2 separate regions of the Mus musculus genome follow, and region 1 is linked to region 2. Evidence: chromatin contacts called from public Hi-C data. All regions are on one chromosome and are shown on one strand. Each heading gives the region's core, a stretch centred on a gene start, on an enhancer-like site or on the middle of the called end of the contact. The rest is flanking DNA. Distances are from core to core; before and after follow the strand shown.

The links. Hi-C and Micro-C count contacts between places; a contact is called where the count stands out from the background.
Region 1: a Hi-C map of myocytes shows a contact between it and region 2, with 5 times the contacts expected there. The contact joins two enhancer-like sites. A contact is called at or near these places in 3 of 484 Hi-C or Micro-C datasets (bone marrow-derived macrophages, muscle stem cells and myocytes).

What each region holds. Positions count from the first base shown.
Region 1 is chr4:95,662,545-95,666,441 of GRCm38.p6, forward strand. All of the region lies in intron 5 of Fggy (FGGY carbohydrate kinase domain containing), which reads left to right. Among named protein-coding and RNA genes, the nearest start is that of Fggy, 110 kb to the left of the region's middle. Within about 2 kb of position 1,312, at least 12 of the 459 cell types and tissues checked have an H3K27ac peak or open chromatin away from gene starts, as enhancers often do. A contact at or near this core is called in muscle stem cells and myocytes, where this site is marked.
Region 2 is chr4:95,157,230-95,161,070 of GRCm38.p6, forward strand. The region is part of intron 3 of Junos (a long non-coding RNA gene); the gene reads left to right. Among named protein-coding and RNA genes, the nearest start is that of Gm12708, 34 kb to the right of the region's middle. Within about 2 kb of position 1,617, at least 42 of the 459 cell types and tissues checked have an H3K27ac peak or open chromatin away from gene starts, as enhancers often do. A contact at or near this core is called in muscle stem cells and myocytes, where this site is marked.

The DNA of each region.
Region 1 (3,897 bases), core at 62-2,561, 510 kb after region 2:
ATATATCAGCATGTTCAGTCTATATATCAGCATGTTCAGTCTATATATCAGCATGTTCTGCCTATATATCAGCATGTTCATCATCTTATGATGTTTGCTACTCTCCAGAAACACATTGTTTAATTCCTTGATTTTATTGAGGGAGAAGATATGAACCCTTCAAATATCGTCTTGGCTTCTTGAAGTCAATAGCCTTAGTATTTTCTCTCCAGTGCCTAGAAATATGGCTAAAACTTTAGTTGGAAGCCAGGAGATGCCTTAGTTTGTAAACTGCACTTGCTGTGTAAGCATAAAAACAAAATTCTGATTCCAATACTCATGTAAAAATCCAGGCATGGTGGTAGGCACATATAATCCTCACACTGGGGAGGTAGAGGCAAGAGGAGCTCTTGAGCTTGCTGGCCTGCTATCTTCTCTGAATCAGTGAGTTACAGATACAACGTTAGACACTATCTAAAAAAAAAAAAGTAGGGAGGAATTGAGGAAAATATTAGACAATGACACCTTGCCTTTACATGGGTACATACATGCACATATGCGCACAGGCATTCACAAACATACTACATATACACACACTAAATAAATAAAAAGATAGATAGATAGATAATCATTTAAATCCTTAGTCAGCTCTGGTGATTATTAGTTGAAAGGGTGGATGTACATGGTTGTGGTTTAACCCCCCATGATGGCTGTAGCTCTCTTAGCCAGGCTAAGCAGTGCATATACAGTCTTGGAGATTATTTTTCTGATTTTTATTTATTTTCAAAGTTCCGTTTACTGCCAGACTTGTAATTGATAAAAACAAAAATTTTGCAACAGATGGTACCACCTGCAATACAACTAAGTCGTCGTCGTCGTCGTCGTCGTCGTCGTCGTCGTCGTCGTCGTCGTCGTCTTCTTCTTCTTCTTCTTCTTCTTCTTCTTCTTCTTCTTCTTCTTCTTCTTCTTCTTCTTCTTCTTCTTCTTCTTCTTCTTCTTCTTCTTCTTCTTCTTCTTCTTCTTCTCCTATCCCTACCTCTCCCCGTCAGATATCAATAAACAAAGTTGTTTTTTTTAATTCTTCATTTGGAGGAAGGGTACATTTACTATTGTGAGTCAGGCAAGGAAAGTCTGTAACCACAGGGACAGCTGGAGAGTCAGGTCCATAGAGGGTACCCAGGGCAGGTGAGAAGGCGCCTCCCTGTCTGCTAACAGCAGCTGGGTACTAGCCCTGCCCTCCCCAAAGACATTCAGTTGAAACCAGTGCTCTATGGGATTCTTCCCAGCTGACAGAAGCAGATGCCTGCGGGCAGCAGAGAATCTGCCTGTGGCACCAGTGGCAGAGGTGCCATTCATTTATGACTCATGAAGACAGGAGATGGCTGAGGGGCCAGTCAGTTGCCTCGTGTTTCCTTCCTCGGCTGGCACAATCCACTTTGCTCTAGCTTTGCTCTGGATGTAGTTTCTGCACTAGGAGAATTTCCTTTGCTTATGCTCACAAGGGCAAAACTGGGCCAGAGATATGGAAAGCTCTACATATTCCATTAAAGCATTTGAGCCAATTCATAGTTCCTGCCTTTACCTGTCACAGGAGGGAGCCTGTCAGGATTCCATCACAAGCAATCTGTTAAGAGCAGCAGCTCCTCTGTGCAGTCTGAGGAGGCAAAGAAGGCCGTCACAGTACCTTCCATGACTTAGCTAGGATGGATGGGCAGTTGAGAGGTGGAGTGCATGGTGGACATAACAGTGCACGAGAGGGAGGCTGTTTCTGTTCTTGGGCTGGAAAGGTTACTTAGTAAGTCACTTAATTAACCCCAGTGGCTTTTGGCTCACTCATCTCTAACAAGGGATGCTGGCTGTGGACATGGGACGGCAGATAAATTAGTTAGTTCTAGTGAGTTGTGAGTTGCTGTCAGGAGCACAATGGAGGGACAGGGAAATTCAGTCTCTGCTAAGAGAGGAACAGCAGTCACCTCTTGATGTTTGCTCAGTGTGTGGATGGGGGTGGGGTAGTCACACTTGCCAAGTGTAATTGGATTCGCTGGTAACTTCTGCCTAAGTTATGTGTCCATCTGTTGTGCGGTGACTCTAGAGAAGCTGGATAATGTTTCCCAATTATAATAATTTCTCAGGACTCTATTATGATGGTGAGGAATATACACCTAGCCATTATTATATTTAAGATTATGTTATTTAAAAGTGGGGCTTGGGAGATGGCTCAGTCAGTACAGTGCTTGCTGAGGATCTAAGTTCAGGTCCTTCAAACTTGTGTAAAATCCTGGGCATGCCAGTGCATACTCACAGTTCCAGCACTGGGTTGAGCAGAGACAGGAGGATCTTTGGAGCTCCCTGGCCAGCTAGCTTAGCCAAGTGAGTGATCTTCAGGATCAGTGAGACAGAAAATAATGTGCAGAGAAACTGATGTAGACTCTTAATATCAACTCCAGGCTTGCATACGCACATATGCATCACACCACACTCATAGGGGCATTCTCTCTCTCTCTCTCTCTCTCTCTCACACACACACACACACACACACACACACACACACACACACACAATTCCTTATAGTCAGAGGGACTAAGGGTCATATGATTAGACAACTTGCCCATGATAACTGAGCTAGTAATGATAGTTGAACTCCCAGCGGGAGTTCCATTCTAGGGCTTCAGGTCTTCATATTCCCCATGATGAATGGCCACTCATCCTACTTCCAAACTAAAGCACATCTTAGTACAGGTTATCACAAAATCCAGTGTCTATGGCATTGCTTGTGGGTACTCTGGGCTGAGAAAGGTATGCCAAAGGTTTATTTGATCCTAATTGTTTTAAGTCTTTAATGTTTATGCAGTATTCTCAAAATAACATGAACATTCACTGAGTCCTAGTGACACATGGGACACTGTATGGAATGCTTTACTGGCATGAAGTCAGTTAACCTATACCAGCTATGACTCAATCTTTCAGGTGACTTACACTTAGGCAGCTGTCCCCAAGGTCATGCTGCTGGGGTTGAAGCCTGGCCTACCTCTGCAGTCCATGGTGGTGGCTGTTGTTCTGAGGTGAACACATGGCAGCTTTAGAAGAGCGTGTAAGTTGGACAGTTGAGATGAGGGTCCCTGTCCTCTCCTCTGGACTGTCCTACAGAGCCTAGTGAACATCTTAGCCATGCTCCTTTGTGTCAAAAGGCGGGTGATCCAACCTCTGTTTCATTGCTTGTCTTTGCCTGAGCTGGGAGTGCTGGGCCAGCCACAGAGGAGCCCAAGGCAGCCTGGCCTCATCTCTGTGAAAGCCCCACAGAATGTGCAAAGCTAAGGTGAAGTGACAGGACTGAGTGGCTTGGTACAGGTTTTAAGAGGTCATTCCCTTGGAGGCCTTGGAGAAATTAATGGTAATAATTCTAGGACTTTGTTTTTTTTTGTTTTTTGTTTTGTTCCAGACTGTCAACTTAGTGGTTAGTGTGCACAAGCTCACACAGCCTTCCCTACACCACACATACACACACACACACACACACACACACACACACACACACACACCCCACACACATATGTTTGTAGAGATTTAAGGTTCATGTTATTGCACAAATCTTCAAAGAAGTAGAATATTGTTTTATATTTTACTAGTTTACCAGCTTGGTTTCCCTTGGATACATTTCTGCCTCTCTTGTCAATCCAGTTCATTTGATGCTATTGATTTTATGAAAGCATATTCTGGCAATTTGATCAAAACAGACCTGAAAATATAACCTTCCAAATGCAATTATCAGGGAATATGGAGTTTGCTTTTCTAGGGCTGAAGTCATTGGCTAGCAGCCTGCTGTGGCCTGTCCTCTGCTCCTCACCCTCATCCCAACTGCCCACTGTGAGTCTTGTTTTCTTTCCTTTCTCGTTCAGGGCTATTTTCAGCATACATACA
Region 2 (3,841 bases), core at 367-2,866:
ATCCAGGCCTAATCCCTGCCCAGGGTTGACCTTTCACAGTTTACAGAGCACTTTATCTCCTGGCTCTGTGGAGTTTCACAAACTCTCTCAGAGAAAAGAGCTTTATCATCACCCCAATTCCCAGGCGAGGAAATTGAGGATCCAAAAGCAAGCGAGCATCTCCCCAATTCACAGCTCCAAGCAGTGGGGGCTGGGAAGACAGCATATACATACATACATATATATATATCCTGGCAGCAAATGCCAACCTCTTCCTATCCCCTTAGAGTCTTCCCCACAGACGTCCTTACCGCAGCATCGGTCTGTGTTCTAGATGAGCCCAGATCTTGCCCCACAAGAAAATCCACAGACCGAAGACACTGGTGTGCCAACACAACTGTGCTCGGAGAAAGAAGCTCGTCAAAGTGTCTACATGGCATATTTCCATTTACAGAAAATGGAAGCTGATCTACAGAAAAGGATAGAAAGTAGGCAAAAGCTATTTGCTGAAGGGAGACAGGAGAAAAATGTACAAAGGCCAGAAAAAAAATGGAGGTTATGAAAATGCTGGCTGTCTGGATGGTGGGGAAGCTTTCCCAGGTCTGTAGCTCACAGAGCTCGGCAAGCCCTTGTGGTTTAGCATGGACCAATTACTTCTCCATGAATGCAGAGAAAAAGAGGAAGCTTGGGGAGATGAGAGAAGAAGGACAGCACATCATTCATTGTCTTGAAGCGAGATCCCAATGGGAACACTGTGTACCATTAAGCATATAGGGGAAAGGAGGGGAACTGTTCTCTGTCAGGGGCTTCTAAGGCAATTTTCAGGAGAGAGCTACAGAAACGTGCATTGGTCAAGATATGGGCTGGGGAGTTAAAAAAGAAAAAGGCAGAAATGCAAGTAGCCCCCCCAAGTTTTGGAGGTGCTGACATTAAAGTGAGTTGTATCCTATTTTCTTTGGGTATTCAGACACATGCCCTCCTTGGCAGGGCGCTTGGCTTTGCTAATAAGATCCCTACGTCTTGGAGGACATCTCTCAGGTCCTGCACTCTCAGGTTTCCCCTTTGAGTTCTCCTGCCAAATGTTCCCTGGCTGAGCCATGGGTAAGCTCAGGCCCAAGGCCCTCGGTGCCCCCATTTCAGCCTTTTCGAAATCAGAGTAAGAAGGTGGGGGATGACTGGGGGGCTTCATGTGTGATGTGCTAATATTCTAGGTCCAGTAGTAACTGATAAGTATACTTGGAGGATTTTGAATAGTTTATTAGAATATACTATAGTGTAGTAGAAGGACAGTTAAGATTTGTTACAACATAGTACCCCAATTAACTGGCTAATTGATTCCAAAGCCAATTCTAACCACTGCTCTTAAGAGTTTGAAAAAAATGCTCACGTGGGCTTTGGACGATTTATTATTCATATTTTTACATAAGGACTCTCTCAGTCACACGAGAAACCTACACATGAAATCATGGATTAGCTCTTGCTTTCAATTTCCTTGGAATGTTTGTTGGTTTTAAAAGGGCTCTCTTTCAAAAGTGTCCTTATTAATTAAATCAACCAGTCAGCCGCATTCCCTGCTTCTAACTCAGCACTCAAGTTTAAACTTGGTTCGGGAGTCAGCTTTCCAACCTTGGCTTAAGGGGCATTAGTCACTCTGAGCAAAATATGGCATCTGAACAGCTGTCTTGGGTACTGAGCGTCCAGGCCTATGTGTCTGGAGAACAGACAAAGGGGGTAGGTGTGGAAGGGAGGCAAGTTTAATTTCTGAATATATATATGTTCTGCACCCCAGGCTTTTTACAAAGAATATCTCTTGATTTTCTCAACAGGTCATGAGTGTGTTCTGCCTTCCCCATTATAACAAGGTCAAGATTGGTCAAAGACCATCCTGTTAACAAGGGGTAGAGCTGGGGCTAGAGTACAAACACTGACTCCTCTGCAGTCTTTCCTGTGTGCTGTCATGTATGTATACATGTATGTATACATCTGTGTGCTGTCATGTATGTATACATCTGCCCTAAACTTCTGACCCCCAAATACAGTGCTTTTATTCCAAGATCCAGATGGCAAAACAGAAACTCAAAAATGCGATATTCTCCACATAAACTAAACACAGACTCTGGACTCGAATTTCACAGTCCTGGGAGGATTACTTCACCTATCATCCATCCATCAGCACCAATCCACCTACCCACTCACCCATCCACCCACCCTCTTACCCACCCACTCACCCCCTCACCCATCCACCCACCCCCTCACCCATCCACCCACCCTCTTACCCACCCACTCACCCCCTCACCCATCCACCCACCCCCTCACCCATCCACCCACTCATTCACCCTCCACCCACCCACTCACCCATTCACCCACCCACTCACCCATCCACCCACCCCCTCACCCATCCACCCACCCCCTCACCCATCCACCCACCCCCTCACCCATCCACCCACCCCCTCACCCATCCACCCACCCACTCACCCATCCACCCACTCACTCAAGAGAGTGTCAAGAGCTCACCCTGCTCTGGGGACTGCCTGGTTTCTTAGAGATGGGGCAAATTGTAGATAGTCCCCACTCTTTAAGAACTTGTAGTCGAATAAAGAAGGAAAACACACCACATTAGACAACCTAATTGGAGCATGAAGGGTCCTCTAAGGTACTATGAAAGAGATGGGAACATAGAAGACAAAGCATCCAATTACCTTGCCAATAAAGCAAGGGAGGTTCCAGAAAGGAGGTGACATTGGACTATAAATACACACTCTCCCAGAAGAGAAAGGGGGAGGAAGGTTTCTCTAGGCAGAGAGCACCAAAGCACTGCTGCGCACACACCGAATCCCTGCCACCTGCTTAAAGCACCGTCTCTAATGCCTAGAATTCTGTGGACTAGGTATTATCCATAACACTTCACAGAATAGGAGCATAGGCACACAGAGGTTAAGTACTTGGCCCGTGGTTAGAGGTCTGCTAAGACAGGCCTTGAAGTCAACTCTTGAAACCTGGTTTCAAAGGTCATCCTCTTAGACACTCACTCACTGAGAACTGAGTGGGGGCCATCTGTTAGGAGTTTCTTGTGAGGAGGGACACATAAACAGGAAGCAAGCCATGGGCTCTTCCTGTAGGCTTTCTCCACGCAGCCTTATGCTGCTAATCTCAGGAACTTGGACTTGCTAGATCCATAACAGAATTAATACTCTCTCTATCTCTTTCTCTCTCTCCCCCCTCTCTCTCTAGCTCATGTACAGAGGCAAGATTCTCTCTCTACTTATGAGGCCACAGAAGAGAAAGACACCTTTATTTACTTTTGACTGAAAACATTATCTGTCTACTGTAGACACACCTGTATCTTTGGTTAGTTGGATGTCAGTATCTGAGTTGTTCGATTTCTGTGTCCAACAGTTTGGGTAATGCATGAGGACATAGCCTTTGTTCGTCTCCTTTGCCACCCCCTGAGTGCCCAGCATAGCACTTGGCCACAACTGGTACTTAGACATTTCCAGTGAATATTTACTGAAAATGTGTTGAGTGACTTCTGGGTTTTGATTAATTATTTAGGAAGCAAATTGTGGGTTTATTTGCTTTGCTAGTAAGAGGACGTAGCTGAAGGAACTCTGAAGGTGAAAGAGACCTTTGTCTTAAGTCAGTGGTTTACAAAGTGCTTTTCTAAGTTTGCCTTCTGGATTCTAATTCAGCTACTGTCCCGCTCAAGCTTTCTGAGGTCATCACATCAGTGTTGGGAGACAGCAAGTTTGAGTCCCTATCCATTCTCATCCTTTACACCCTCTCGGATCGCCTGATCTCCTTCAGTCTGTGCCTAAACACTGTGAAGGAAGAAAGTTCATAAACTCATAGGGCACACTGTCCC